4 separate regions of the Mus musculus genome follow, and all the other regions are linked to region 1. A link is a contact called in public HiChIP or PLAC-seq, Micro-C and promoter capture Hi-C data. All regions are on one chromosome and are shown on one strand. The core of a region is the stretch at or near the end of the contact, and the rest is flanking DNA. Distances in the headings are between cores, read along the strand shown. Region 1 overlaps Cacna1a (calcium channel, voltage-dependent, P/Q type, alpha 1A subunit). Region 2 has its middle 4.8 kb from the start of Mir23a. Region 3 holds the start of Dcaf15 (DDB1 and CUL4 associated factor 15). Region 4 holds the start of Nanos3 (nanos C2HC-type zinc finger 3).

Evidence for each region. Promoter capture Hi-C pulls out the DNA fragments that hold promoters and counts their contacts. Hi-C and Micro-C count contacts between places; a contact is called where the count stands out from the background. HiChIP or PLAC-seq counts read pairs in DNA pulled down with a chosen protein or histone mark.
Region 2: a contact with region 1 is called in an H3K27ac HiChIP or PLAC-seq map of microglia, with 6 times the contacts expected there. The contact joins two enhancer-like sites. A contact is called at or near these places in 2 of 39 promoter capture datasets (cranial neural crest and embryonic stem cells), 1 of 15 datasets of contacts at CTCF or cohesin (the NIH/3T3 cell line), 2 of 484 Hi-C or Micro-C datasets (brown adipocytes and embryonic stem cells) and 4 of 115 datasets of contacts at active chromatin or transcription factors (the NIH/3T3 cell line, bone marrow-derived dendritic cells, embryonic stem cells and 1 more).
Region 3: a Micro-C map of embryonic stem cells shows a contact between it and region 1, with 3 times the contacts expected there. The contact joins the promoter of Dcaf15 here to the enhancer-like site in region 1. A contact is called at or near these places in 1 of 39 promoter capture datasets (hippocampal neurons), 1 of 484 Hi-C or Micro-C datasets (embryonic stem cells) and 1 of 115 datasets of contacts at active chromatin or transcription factors (embryonic stem cells).
Region 4: a contact with region 1 is called in a promoter capture Hi-C map of trophoblast stem cells, with 6 times the contacts expected there. The contact joins the promoter of Nanos3 here to the enhancer-like site in region 1. A contact is called at or near these places in 4 of 39 promoter capture datasets (the C10 cell line, liver and trophoblast stem cells), 6 of 484 Hi-C or Micro-C datasets (the Ba/F3 cell line, bone marrow-derived macrophages, brown adipocytes and 2 more), 2 of 115 datasets of contacts at active chromatin or transcription factors (both in embryonic stem cells) and 1 of 9 other capture datasets (macrophages).

The regions. Positions count from the first base shown.
Region 1 is chr8:84,500,288-84,503,192 of GRCm38.p6, reverse strand. The region is part of intron 3 of Cacna1a (calcium channel, voltage-dependent, P/Q type, alpha 1A subunit); the gene reads right to left. Among named protein-coding and RNA genes, the nearest start is that of Cacna1a, 86 kb to the right of the region's middle. Within about 2 kb of position 1,417, at least 126 of the 459 cell types and tissues checked have an H3K27ac peak or open chromatin away from gene starts, as enhancers often do. A contact at or near this core is called in the Ba/F3 cell line, the NIH/3T3 cell line, bone marrow-derived dendritic cells and 6 more, where this site is marked.
Region 2 is chr8:84,202,329-84,205,028 of GRCm38.p6, reverse strand. No RefSeq gene overlaps it. Among named protein-coding and RNA genes, the nearest start is that of Mir23a, 4.8 kb to the left of the region's middle. Within about 2 kb of position 1,373, at least 381 of the 459 cell types and tissues checked have an H3K27ac peak or open chromatin away from gene starts, as enhancers often do. A contact at or near this core is called in the NIH/3T3 cell line, bone marrow-derived dendritic cells, brown adipocytes and 2 more, where this site is marked.
Region 3 is chr8:84,103,345-84,106,172 of GRCm38.p6, reverse strand. Dcaf15 (DDB1 and CUL4 associated factor 15) reads left to right here and starts at 1,376. Exons shown (of 13, transcript NM_001357322.1): 1 at 1,376-1,556. The coding sequence starts at 1,425.
Region 4 is chr8:84,175,227-84,178,060 of GRCm38.p6, reverse strand. Nanos3 (nanos C2HC-type zinc finger 3) reads left to right here and starts at 1,509. Exons shown (of 2, transcript NM_001357361.1): 1 at 1,509-1,986. The coding sequence starts at 1,530.

The DNA of each region.
Region 1 (2,905 bases), core at 168-2,667:
ACACACACACACACACACACGTGTATATACATGTGCACAATAAATAAATGTAAACATTTAAAAACCTTTTCCTCAGTAAACTGAGCTTTGCTTCAGACTGCCTCATTTTCTGTGGGGAACAAGAGAATCCAGCTGCCCCTGACCAGAGGTTAGGGTGTGAAGTGGGTGCCCCAGGGAGGGCCTGGCAGAGGCTGGGTCTTTCCCCGTCTCCTGGATGCTGAGCTGGAAGTGCTGGCAGTTTGGGGTGGGATATGCTGTGGACTGCTTTCTGTCCAGGACAGAAACACTTCTCAGTGCTTTTGGACGCTTTTCCTCTTGCTTGTAGATGACTACAGAGGGACAGGGAGATGGCGCTGTGGGCTGAGGGCGCAGAGCCAAAAGGACAAAAGAGCCTGGGTCCTACCTCAGTATGAAGAAAACTGCAGCAAATCTAGAATACACCTCATGGAACTGTGTTTCCTGTGTACAGTGGAACATTACCCATCCAGTAAAAAAGATGGGCTCTGTGGGAAAAGGTGCCAGGCCTGAGGACCCAAGCTATCCTTTGACCTCCAAGACCTGTGTGTGTTGGCAGACAGAGAGAGCCAGAAGCGCACACGCGCGCGTGTGCACACACACACACACACACACACACACGGTCACTTGCACACGAACAGGATGGAACGCAGGTCTTTATGTTTACCCAGCAAGCACTTTATCAACTGAGCCATCCCCAGCTCCTTCCGTCCCTATTTTTTCTCAATTGTCCCCACTGGAAACCCAGCCTCAGTTTCCTTCTCAGGAGGATGGAGAAGGATATAAAAAGTATTCCTCCTGGTATAAGGAGTGAGGCTTACACTTGATTGTTCAGGAAAAGTGCTGATCAGACCCAGGGAGCGGCCAAATGGGACTTTTCTCATTCTCTGAGCAAAGCTGACTGTGATTGGCTGTTATCATTCTCTTTTTCTGAGTAAAGCTGCCTGTGATTGGCTCTGACAAGTTTCCAGCCCAGAGGAAGGAGGCCAGATGAGGACCCCAGCTGCTAGCCAAAAAGCAGCCCAGGAAATGACAGCACATTCCCATGATCCTTAGCTGTCCCAGGAGAGCTCCGGCCTGGTTCCATCCTGACCTCAGACTAACTTTCCAAACTGCAGCTCTGCGTAGAGATTCACTTGCCCTGGATCTTGGCGTCCCAGTGGGGGCCCAGAATCAGGAGGGATTCATAGTACATTCGGGCCACCCACTTCTTTCAGGTCTGATTCTTGTACCCGAACCGGGGTAAGGTGCAACTGGATAGACTGTCCCTGGTCCCTGCAGGCCCCACCCCCACCACACATTAATTAAAATGTGAATCACAGCTGAGTCACTAAAGAGAGGGGGAAAAAAGGTCAATGAGCCAGTCTGGCTCCCCCTCCTTCCAGCTCTAAGGCATGAGTCAGCAAAGTACAGATCAGAAAATGGGGAAGAGAAGGGAGAGAGGTGTGCGGCTCTGCCTGAGAAGCGTCGTCAGCGAGAGCTGCTTTAGTTCTTGGGTTAGCAAAAAATAGTTTCCTAGCCCCTCCCTCAAGGTCTGTTAGCCAGCCCTGTGCTGAGCACAGCGATTCTCATGTCTGCCCAGCTTTTCCGAGGAGCTTTGGCACTTTGGGTCTTGCCCACTTCAAGGATGGCAGGCTCTTTATTAAGGCACCCCTAAGAAGCAGATGTCAACTCTCATCTCCCTACTCCATACCATCCCCAAAGCCCATTAGTCTCTTTAGATTTCTGTGTGATAGCCCTGTTCTGTAGCGAGCAACAGGAAGTGACCACCACTAGGTGGGAAGAATATTCCGGAAGTGCTGATCTCGGGGGTGGGGGTGGGGGTGGGGCTTCATGACACGGTACCCAAGCTGGGACTGGTGGTACAGGCCTATAGTCTGAGCTACTCCTACTTGAGAATTGGAGGCAGGAGGATCACAAATTCAAAGGCTGACTGAGCAAAGTTCAAGGCCAACCTCGGATGACTTAGTAAAATTCTGTTTTAAGGTAAAAAGTAAACAGGAATGGGGGTTGGGGGTGGACACACATGGTACCCGTCAACAGCCAGTGCAGAGGGACAACAGTCCAATAGGTCCTGCTTCACCCTGTCCCTGGGAAGGTAGAAAGACATACCCTACTGAGAGCTGAGTCTCAGACGACCACATACTCAAGACATGCATTAAGTGTGTGTGTGTGTGTGTGTGTGTGTGTGTGTGTGTGTGTGTGTGTGTGTGTGTGTATGCGCATGTGCATGTGCACATACACACATCAGGACACCTTGCAGGAGTTGATTCTCTCTTCCTACCATTTATATCCCAGAAGTGAACTCAGGTCATTAGGTTTAGCAGCAAGCACCTTAACCCACTGAGCCATCTTGCTGGGCTGGAGCTGGGCTTTTCCCTTGTGACATTTTTCACTTCTGCTGGTTGAAGTGGCAGAGGTGGAGCCCGTGCACACAAAGGGCTCAAGCGAAGACACAGTGGCAGCCTGGCACTCCCTGCTGCAGGGGGATGGAAAGGAACCCCACGTCTGTGGTACAGCTGGACCCACAGGAGCCTGCCCCTGCCCACAACCACCACTAAGTTCTCTCTTCTCCCCTCCTGCCTGATGAATGCAGTTCTTAGTCCCAAGCTTCAAGCCACATTTTGGAGGAGGTGCAGCCTCCATCCGAGGGACCCTGCATGGCTGTGTGGAGCCACACCCCACTTCACCTCATCGTACCCATCACCAATCACATTTTAGAAGGTGATTTCTTTTCTTTCTTTCTTTCTTTCTTTCTTTCTTTCTTTCTTTCTTTCTTTCTTTCTTTCTTTCTTTCTTTTTCTTTCTCTCTCTCTCTCTCTCTGTCTCTCTCTCTCTCTCTCTCTTTCTTCTTCTTCCTCTTCTTCTTTTTTTTTTTGTTTGTTTTTTG
Region 2 (2,700 bases), core at 124-2,623, 300 kb after region 1:
AGGACTACACAGAGAAAGCCTGTCTAGGAAAAACAAAATAAAAATAAAAACAAGAAATGTGTCTACAGAGCAAGCTGGAGGGCAACCTGGGATACATGAGACTCTAAAAAAGATAAGTTTAGGGCTAGAGAGATGGCTCAGCGGGTAAGAGCACTGACTGCCCTTCCGAAGGTCCTGAGTTCAAATCCTAGCCACCACATGGTAGCTCACAACCATCCGTAATGAGATCTAACACCCTCTTCTGGAGTGTCTAAAGACAGCTACAGCGTACTTACATATAATAATAAATCTTAAAAAAAAAAAAAGAAAACAAGTTCAGGGCTGGAAAGATGACTCAATAGTTTAGACTGCATATTGCTTTCTGAGAACCTGAATTTGGTTTCCCGGCTCACATGTGGCGCCCTCTTCTGGACCCTTTAGGCACCTACACATACATGCACATACCCAACACATACACAAAAGTAAAAAAATAAGTCTTAAAAAAAAAGAAAATCTCTACTTCCCAATAATTGGAAGAGTTCCTGGGTGACATCAAGGACAGAAGCATTCAGTCATATCAGGCAGTGACAGGCAGGACAGTGGATTTAACGTCTAGATCTGGCATCACCGATGTCTGAGGAATGAGGAATAAGGATTGAGATATTCTGATGTGTCTTCCCCAGTACGCGTGCTTACACACACACACACACACACACACACACAGTCTCCAGCCCCAATCCACCTCTGTCTCTTTGGGTTCTGGGGGCAGCCCAGGTCCACAGGCTGACCAGCCTCCCCAATCACCTCCGGAAGTGAGACAGCATATTCGTCCCAGGGACCAGAACGGGAAGGGCGGCCATTTGGCCAGGCTGGTTTCCTGTGGGGTTTCCCCTACAAAGAGCCCAAGGCTGCAGCCAAGGCCACTCCCATCCTCACACACACCAGAGGTCTGTGTCTGGCGTGGAGGGGGCATTACCACGCAGGTGTCCAGGAGCTGGGACACCCTGTACTGACTCTTAGTCTCACAGGGAGACTCAAAGGGACAGAAGTCCTGGAGCTGGAGGGCTTGAGAAACAGGGCGGGGGGCCTTGGGCTGTGGTATCCCAGTCAGTTAAATTAGCACACACAGCCTTCAAGCCCTCGGCATCCCTGGAGGACCCACAGTGAACCCCAAGAAAGAACCAGGGCAGAGGCCCTCCGGTCGTCCCCAACCCTGATCCTCAAATACTTTCCACTCTCGCGAAGCAGCGAGGATCGGAAAATACCAAGGGCTGCAGTCTCCGCCCAGCTCCGCCCCCGCCCCAGCCACCAGCGCTCGCTAATGGCCCACTCTTCCCAGGAGCTGGGCGGCTGGGTTGGGGCCAACCCGACCTGCGGCACAGATGCCTGCCCTCCACGTCCGTCCCCACGCAGGAACCAGACAACCCGCCCGGGTTGGGGGGCAGGGCATAGGCAAGTGGGTGGGCCTAGTGCCTAGCCGCGAGTGGAGGGGGCGCAGGAAGGGGTGAGGGAGGGCTGAATCACTTGGTATAAATAGGCAAAGACGACAGCCACGTCCCACCCTCGCTGCCCGCCAGCCACACAGTCCAACAACCAGATCCCCCACTCTATTCCTTAACATTCTGTTTGCGGTGCTGGGTTCCCCTCAAGCCAATCAGTGCTCCCAGGGTGAAGTTCATCCCAGGTCCTGGCCTGGCCTGGGACTGGAGATAGGAGCGCTGACCTCCATCACCCACTGTCTTCTGGAAGGCTTGGCTCACTCCCTTAACTCCGCAAAACTTCCAGGAACCAGCCAGGCATTGTGAGGCGTCTCTGTCAGTCTACCATTCAGGAGGCTGAGCCAGGAGGACTGCCATGTGTTCAAGACCGCGGTAGGCTATGAAATGAGACTGTGTCTCGACCCCCAAAGTTGACTGTGGGTAGAGAGTGCTTGGCTATTTTGCTGGAAGCATGGAGTCAGCAGGTCCCATCTTAAAGCAGAAACCCTTCATCATGGTGCACACAAGTAAGCCTAGCATTCAGGAGGTGGAGGCCTAAGGACCAGTTCAAGGACATCCTGGACTACTTATCCAGTTCCAGGCCAGCATGGACTACATTACATTAGATCATGCCTCAAAAACTTTTATTAATAGATCGATAATTATTATTATTCCCAGGCCCAAAGCTTAGGGTTCCAGAGCCCCAAATGTACACAGGAGACAAAAGGGAGGTATCACCGGGCATCCCAGATTTGCTCCCCCGAGTCCCTCAAGGCCCATGTGCCCATCCTGCCACCCAGCCCTGCTCTGCCCAGGGCCACAGCTCAGTAGCCACACCCAGGGTGGCGCCAGTTCTAGCTCCAGCAGCCTGAGGCAAGGCGCCGCTCGAGTGTGACTCAGCCATGCCCGGCATGATGCTGTCCTTCCCTACCCAAGAATTCTCACGCCCACGCCACCACCCTCAATCCTTCCCCATGGCCAGCTAGGAAGACACACCTCCATGTCCACTGAGGACATTCAACACAGGATATGAGGAGACCTCAGCACCCTATGGGAGACTAGAGAGTGTGCTCTGTTCCACTGCATCTCCAAAAGTTCCCATTCACAGATGGAAAAACTGAGGCGGCAGAGACAATCCCAGGAATGTCTACACTCTCTCCATAAAGACAAGGCCGCCTGAGCTGGAGTTGGTGGCCCATGCCCATAACCCTAGCACTTGAGAGTTGCAGGAAAGAGAATGCGG
Region 3 (2,828 bases), core at 127-2,626, 400 kb after region 1:
CATACACACAAACACACACACACACACACACACACACACACACACACACACACACACACACACTGCCTCCTTGCTCTTCCTTTCCCTCCTGCTCTGGGTCCACTAGTCTATGATTCAGCTGAGGCTGGGTCTGCACATGCATGGTCATATTTTCTCCTCATGCTGGGGGGAGGGGGGCTGCTAGTGAGCCCTCCAGTCTTTGCATAAAGAAGAGATCACCTAGTAAGTCTCTCAGCAGTGTCCCCATCACTAATCCATACATCATGGCAGGTTAGTCTTGAACCTCTCCAGAAACCTTTGTCTTTGCTGGAATATTCCTCCTCCCCCGCTTCACAAAGCTACTTTGCATCCAACTGCCTTTCTACCCATACCTGGAATTCAAGGACAGGTACTCATTTCCTTGTTTATGACCTGTCCTGTTAGCTGGGTTCTCAATAAACCGAATGTGGCTGTAAAAAGAGCAGCCAGCAGTCTGGGTACACAAGTGCCATGTCTTCAGGGGAGTTCACTTTATGCCTGTTCCACGTGTAAAATAAAGGACCATTGCAGAGATTGAGTGAATGTAGGCAAAACTGGTGCATGAAGCTGTCATGTCCCGTAATATTTATTACCATTATTAATTAGTATGATAGGCTTAACAGGCCTTCCACAGGAGGTGCAAACTCAGAACCACGCCTGACCCATGGAAATTAATTTTTTTAAAAACAGCATGATATCTGTCTGATGCTATCATCGTCATCGTCGTCCGGAAGATGCTTTGTTTTGTTTCTTTGTTTGTTTTTCTGAGACAAGAGTCTCTCTGTGTAGCCCTGGCTATCCTAGAACTCACTCAGGCTGGCCTCAAACTCAAAGAGATCCACTTGCCTCTGCCTCGTAAGTGCTGGAAAGGCGTGAACCATCACGCCCGGCCTGGAAGATGTTTTAAAACGAGCCATTTTTTTCCCCACCGCCTTTTCCTGGTCTCCTCCCTAGCTGCCCAGGGATGCTCCTCAGGCCTCGGCCCTCCCAGCCTGAGCCAGAGCCAGGGCTGGAGATTCTGGCCCTTATGGACCACAGGTTCCCATAGCCCCGCCCACAGGCCGCTGGACGGCCAGTGGTTTCCACGGAAACCCACTCAGGGGCGTGACAATGTCAAGCCTGACAGAAATCTTCGCCTATTCAGTTGAAGTTTTTTGGCCGAGGAGCGCCAAAGTGGTTTCTGAGTGGTTTATCTTTAATGAAGGGCGGGAATAAGGCGGGAGCTGTTACCATCTTTACCAACCAAAAACCAAGATAGCTTTGATGGACAAGCGTAGCGGGAAGCGACAAGGAATGCCGGCTGTCACCCAACCGGCCGGCCGCAGTAAGGAGAAAAGGCCAATCAGAAAGTGCCAGGGGCGGGGCTAAGGGACCGGTTGCTCCGGAAGTGGAGGGAGGGGGTGAAAATGGCGCCCAGCTCGAAATCGGAGCGGAACAGCGGGGCCGGGAGCGCCGGCGGAGGCCCTGGGGGGACCGGGGGGAAGCGGGCGGTGGGGCGGCGGCGGGAACACGTTCTCAAGCAGCTGGAGCGAGTCAAGGTGAGGCCTGGCGTCTGAGGCGAGCGCGCCCGGTTGTGAGGAGGAGGGGACGCGGGAGGCGGCGGAGGGAGGGCGGCGCGGCGAGGTGGGGGGCGGGGCCGGGAGGGGGCTGGGCGGGCCGGGCGGTGGGGATGGGGATGGGTTTGGCGGTGTGGAGGCTGGTGCTGAGGCGCGGGCTGGGCTGGCGAAGGTTGGTGACTTGTGTGCAGCCAGTGAGGCGGGTCACCTGCAGGGGGCCTTGAATGAAGGCTGCTAGGCGAGATCAGTGAAGAAGGAAGGGGCTTGGGTGGCGGAGGCCGGGGAGAATCATGGAGGAAAGACCGGGGATGGAGGCTGATGGGCGGGTTACTGTAGAAGCTGTCCGAGGAATCTGGAGGAAGGGGAGACCTTGGTTTAGACCGATTTTTCAAAGCACTGCCCCTTGTTGGAGCTACCCCCCCAAACCCCTGAAGAGCCCCTGCTACCGACAATGGGCAGCCTCTGTTGGATGCTCCCTGTCTGTCCAAGCTCTGACCATCTCTATATCTAGTGCTTGTACCTAGGTCTGCCTCACTCATTGAATGGAGGAATGTTTCCAGAGTAGGGCCAGGTCTTCTCAAAGTGGAAGCCACTTAGGGCTCTGTCTCCCTTGTCAGAGGACACCTGAAAGGACAGGGATGTGAATAATGTTAGGTGGGCAGCTGTGGAGCAAGATTGTCTATGTGCACAGGAAGTTGGGAACTGGGTAAGGGCGAACTGTGCTTTTTCCTGGTGCTCCCTAAGCAAGGCTGTGGCTCTGCCCTTAGCCTAGACACTCCCTGGGCAAGGGTTATATCCTCTCAGGAAGGCTTGTCTGACAAAGCCATTCCCTTCATGGGTCGAGATGAACTAGGGGCAAGGTGCCAGGCCTTCTTTCCCACTAGATGGCTATCTTTTGAAGGCGGGCCAGAATAGCTCCCCAGTGGTCAGCTTTATGCCTGTTTCCTCAGATCCTTCCTTGGTGATGTTTTAGGGTGTGACAGTTGATTGGCAGTTAATTAAGAAAGGGGTTTTCTTAATAATGGATTGGAGCATTGGGAATACTGGGAGCTTTTGGTTCGGAGGCTCTATAGGTATAGGCTCTTGCCACCAAACCTAATAATGTGTGAGATCCCCAGGAGCCACGCAGTGAGAGGACATAGAGACTCCTGCAAGCTGTCCTCGCCTCTACTGTGAGTTGTAGTCTGCACAGTAACTACATTATCAAGAGAGAGATGGGTCCCCTTGTGGGCTAATTGGGAGCAGGCAGATAAA
Region 4 (2,834 bases), core at 260-2,759, 330 kb after region 1:
ACTAGGCTGGGCTTTCCCTTCCTGCAGCTTCTCTGGTTCATATATAGGCCAACCTTTTTGGTTAGATGCTCCTTTTTTCTTTTGTCTTCTTTTTCTTTTCTTTTTTTGGTTTTTTAAGGCAGGGTTTTTCTGTGTAGCCCTGGCTGTCCTGGAACTCACTTTGTAGACCAGGCTGGCCTCGAACTCAGAAATCCGCCTGCCTCAGCCTCCCGAGTGCTGGGATTAAAGGGGTACGCCACCACGCCCGGCTTGTCTTCTTTTTCTTGTTCCCCTTTCCTTCATGCCTGGCTTAGTCTGCTGGTCATGTCCACTCTGGAGACTCCTAGGTGTCCTTGCCCCTGCCCCTGCCTGTAATTGTCCCTTTTATCTACAAAAACAAACCACTTCTCTACCCACTAGGAGCATTCTTTGTTTGGTTTAGACTGCAGGACTGAGGTGCGTATTTTACACATCAAAGCAGACCTGGCCTCCAGGTTCTCCCAGCATTCCTCAGTCCCTACCTGGCATACTCTGCCCCCAACCTTGAACTTTCTAGCCCAGGAGCTGGACTGCCCTCCCCCGCCCCCCCAGAGGCTCTTCCCTATATAATTCAGACATTTTGTTTTCTTCTTCTCTTCTGTTTTCTTCTCTCTTCTTCTCTATCGTACTTACACTCTTTTTCTCTTTTCTTCTTTCTTTACTTTAATTCACACCTCAAGACTAAGTTCTCCAGGACATGAAAGTCTGTTAGTGAAACCAGAGCTTTGAGACCCAGTTGTCATTTTCCTACCCCCAGCCCCACTTCCACACTCAGGCCTCCTTCCTAGGAATTGGGATTTCTGCATTACCCCACCTAACAAGAAACTCTTGTTTCTTGTTTCTTGCACGCCTTTAATCCCAGTACTTGGGAGGCAGAGGCAGGCGAATTTCTGAGTTCAAGGCCAGCCTGGTCTACAGAGTGAGTTCCAGGACAGCCAGGGCTACACAGAGAAACCCTGTCTCAAAAAAACAAAACAAAAAAACCCCAAAAATACAGGAAGAAAGAGAGAAAGAAAGAAAGAAAGAAAGAAAGAAAGAAAGAAAGAAAGAAAGAAAGAAAGAAAGAAAGAAAGAAAGAAAGAAAGAAAGAGAGAAAGAAACTCAAGGCCACATGATACCCCCCACCTCCCACCCCCTGCCTTAGGGGAGAGAGAAGAAAAAAATTAGTAAATCTGTTAGTGTTAAACCCTGGGGCAGAATTCTTAGCCATCCAACTCCCTCCTCACAGGGGTTAACCTCCCACAGGAAGGGGGAGGAGACCCGGGGGAAGCCTAGGGCGGTCAGTAGCTTCAGTCTGCATCTGGCTACTTTCAGCCCACACAAACACCATATACCCCCTGCGCAGGTGTATAGGAAGCCCCCCAGTGACAATGAGGGACCCCCCCAGCCTGCCTGCTCCACCCTTTTACACCCCCTCTAAGTAAAAGGAAAGTAGCCAAAGAAGCCTGAGCTTCAGGGTAGTAAGGAAGTTGGAGCCAGGTTGGGTTTCTTCTCTGCTCCTCTGCCCAGCCATGGGGACTTTCAATCTTTGGACAGATTACCTAGGTCTGGCAAGACTGGTTGGGGCTCTGCATAAGGAAGAGGAGCTTGATGTAAGGCTGGATCCCAAACCAGAGCCCAAGCCAAGTTCAGAAAGCCAGCAAGCCAGCAAGGAATCCTCTGCAGCTCCTGAACGCTTATGTTCATTCTGCAAACACAATGGCGAGTCCCGTGCCATCTATCAGTCCCATGTCCTGAAGGATGAGGCAGGGCGGGTGCTGTGTCCCATTTTGCGGGATTATGTGTGTCCCCAGTGTGGGGCCACTCAGGAGCATGCCCACACTCGACGCTTTTGCCCACTCACCAGCCAGGGCTACACTTCTGTCTACTGCTACACCACCCGGAATTCTGCAGGCAAAAAGCTGACCCGGCCTGACAAGGCAAAGACACAGGATGCTGGCCACCGCCTTGGAGGAGAAGCAGCAGCAGGTGTCTATGCAGGTGGTTTAGGGGTTGGGTGGAGAAGGCTTTCAGTTTTTTGGGGTGTTTAAATGTATTTGATGCCAGTATCTTAGAAACTAAGGAATCCACAGTGTATAGCTGAGAGCATGAAGCAGGGTATATTTAGTTCCTTTATTGCACAGGGTAGTAGAGATATTGTGGGGTATGTGGTGATCTCTGATTCTACCTGGGGGGTCAGGAGTTGTGAAACTTACAAAGGGAAGCTTATAATCCTTTCTGAACCTGGAAATCATTTATTCATTTGCCAAGTGACATTTCATGTCTGTTTGCCACTGGGTGCGGGGTCTGCAGTGAAGAAGGTAGGCAGGAGTGGCTGTTAAGACAGTGCTAAGTAGGGGACACTTGGTTCAGATGAGGGGTCCCAGAGACGGGGACTTCTAGCAGTCATAATTCCTTCAGTTTGGGGGGTGAGGGGTGAGAAGTGTGACTGGGTATGGGTCTGTGCTGTAGGGTGGTTAGAAATCATTGGATCTAACTTTTGGAAGTTTGTAGTTAGTGTATAGCGTTTACGAGACCAAGAATTTGCTTCTCTGTCAGTACCATAAAAAATAAGTTTGGGTTGCTAGCAGGCTGACTCAGTGAGTAAACAGTCTGCCTCTAACCCTGAAGACCCAACTTTGACTTCAGGTTGTCCTCTGACCTCCACACACACAAATGGGGGTGGAGGAGTGCAGGGGGCATGGGACATAGGACACAGAGATAGGGCAAGGATTCATCAGAATTCTAGCAGAAGCATCAGACCAGGACAAGGGATTCCAGAGCCTCAGGAAGGTAACTGCCATGGGCCTCAAGGCCCAGCTCCCAGCCAGCAGGGA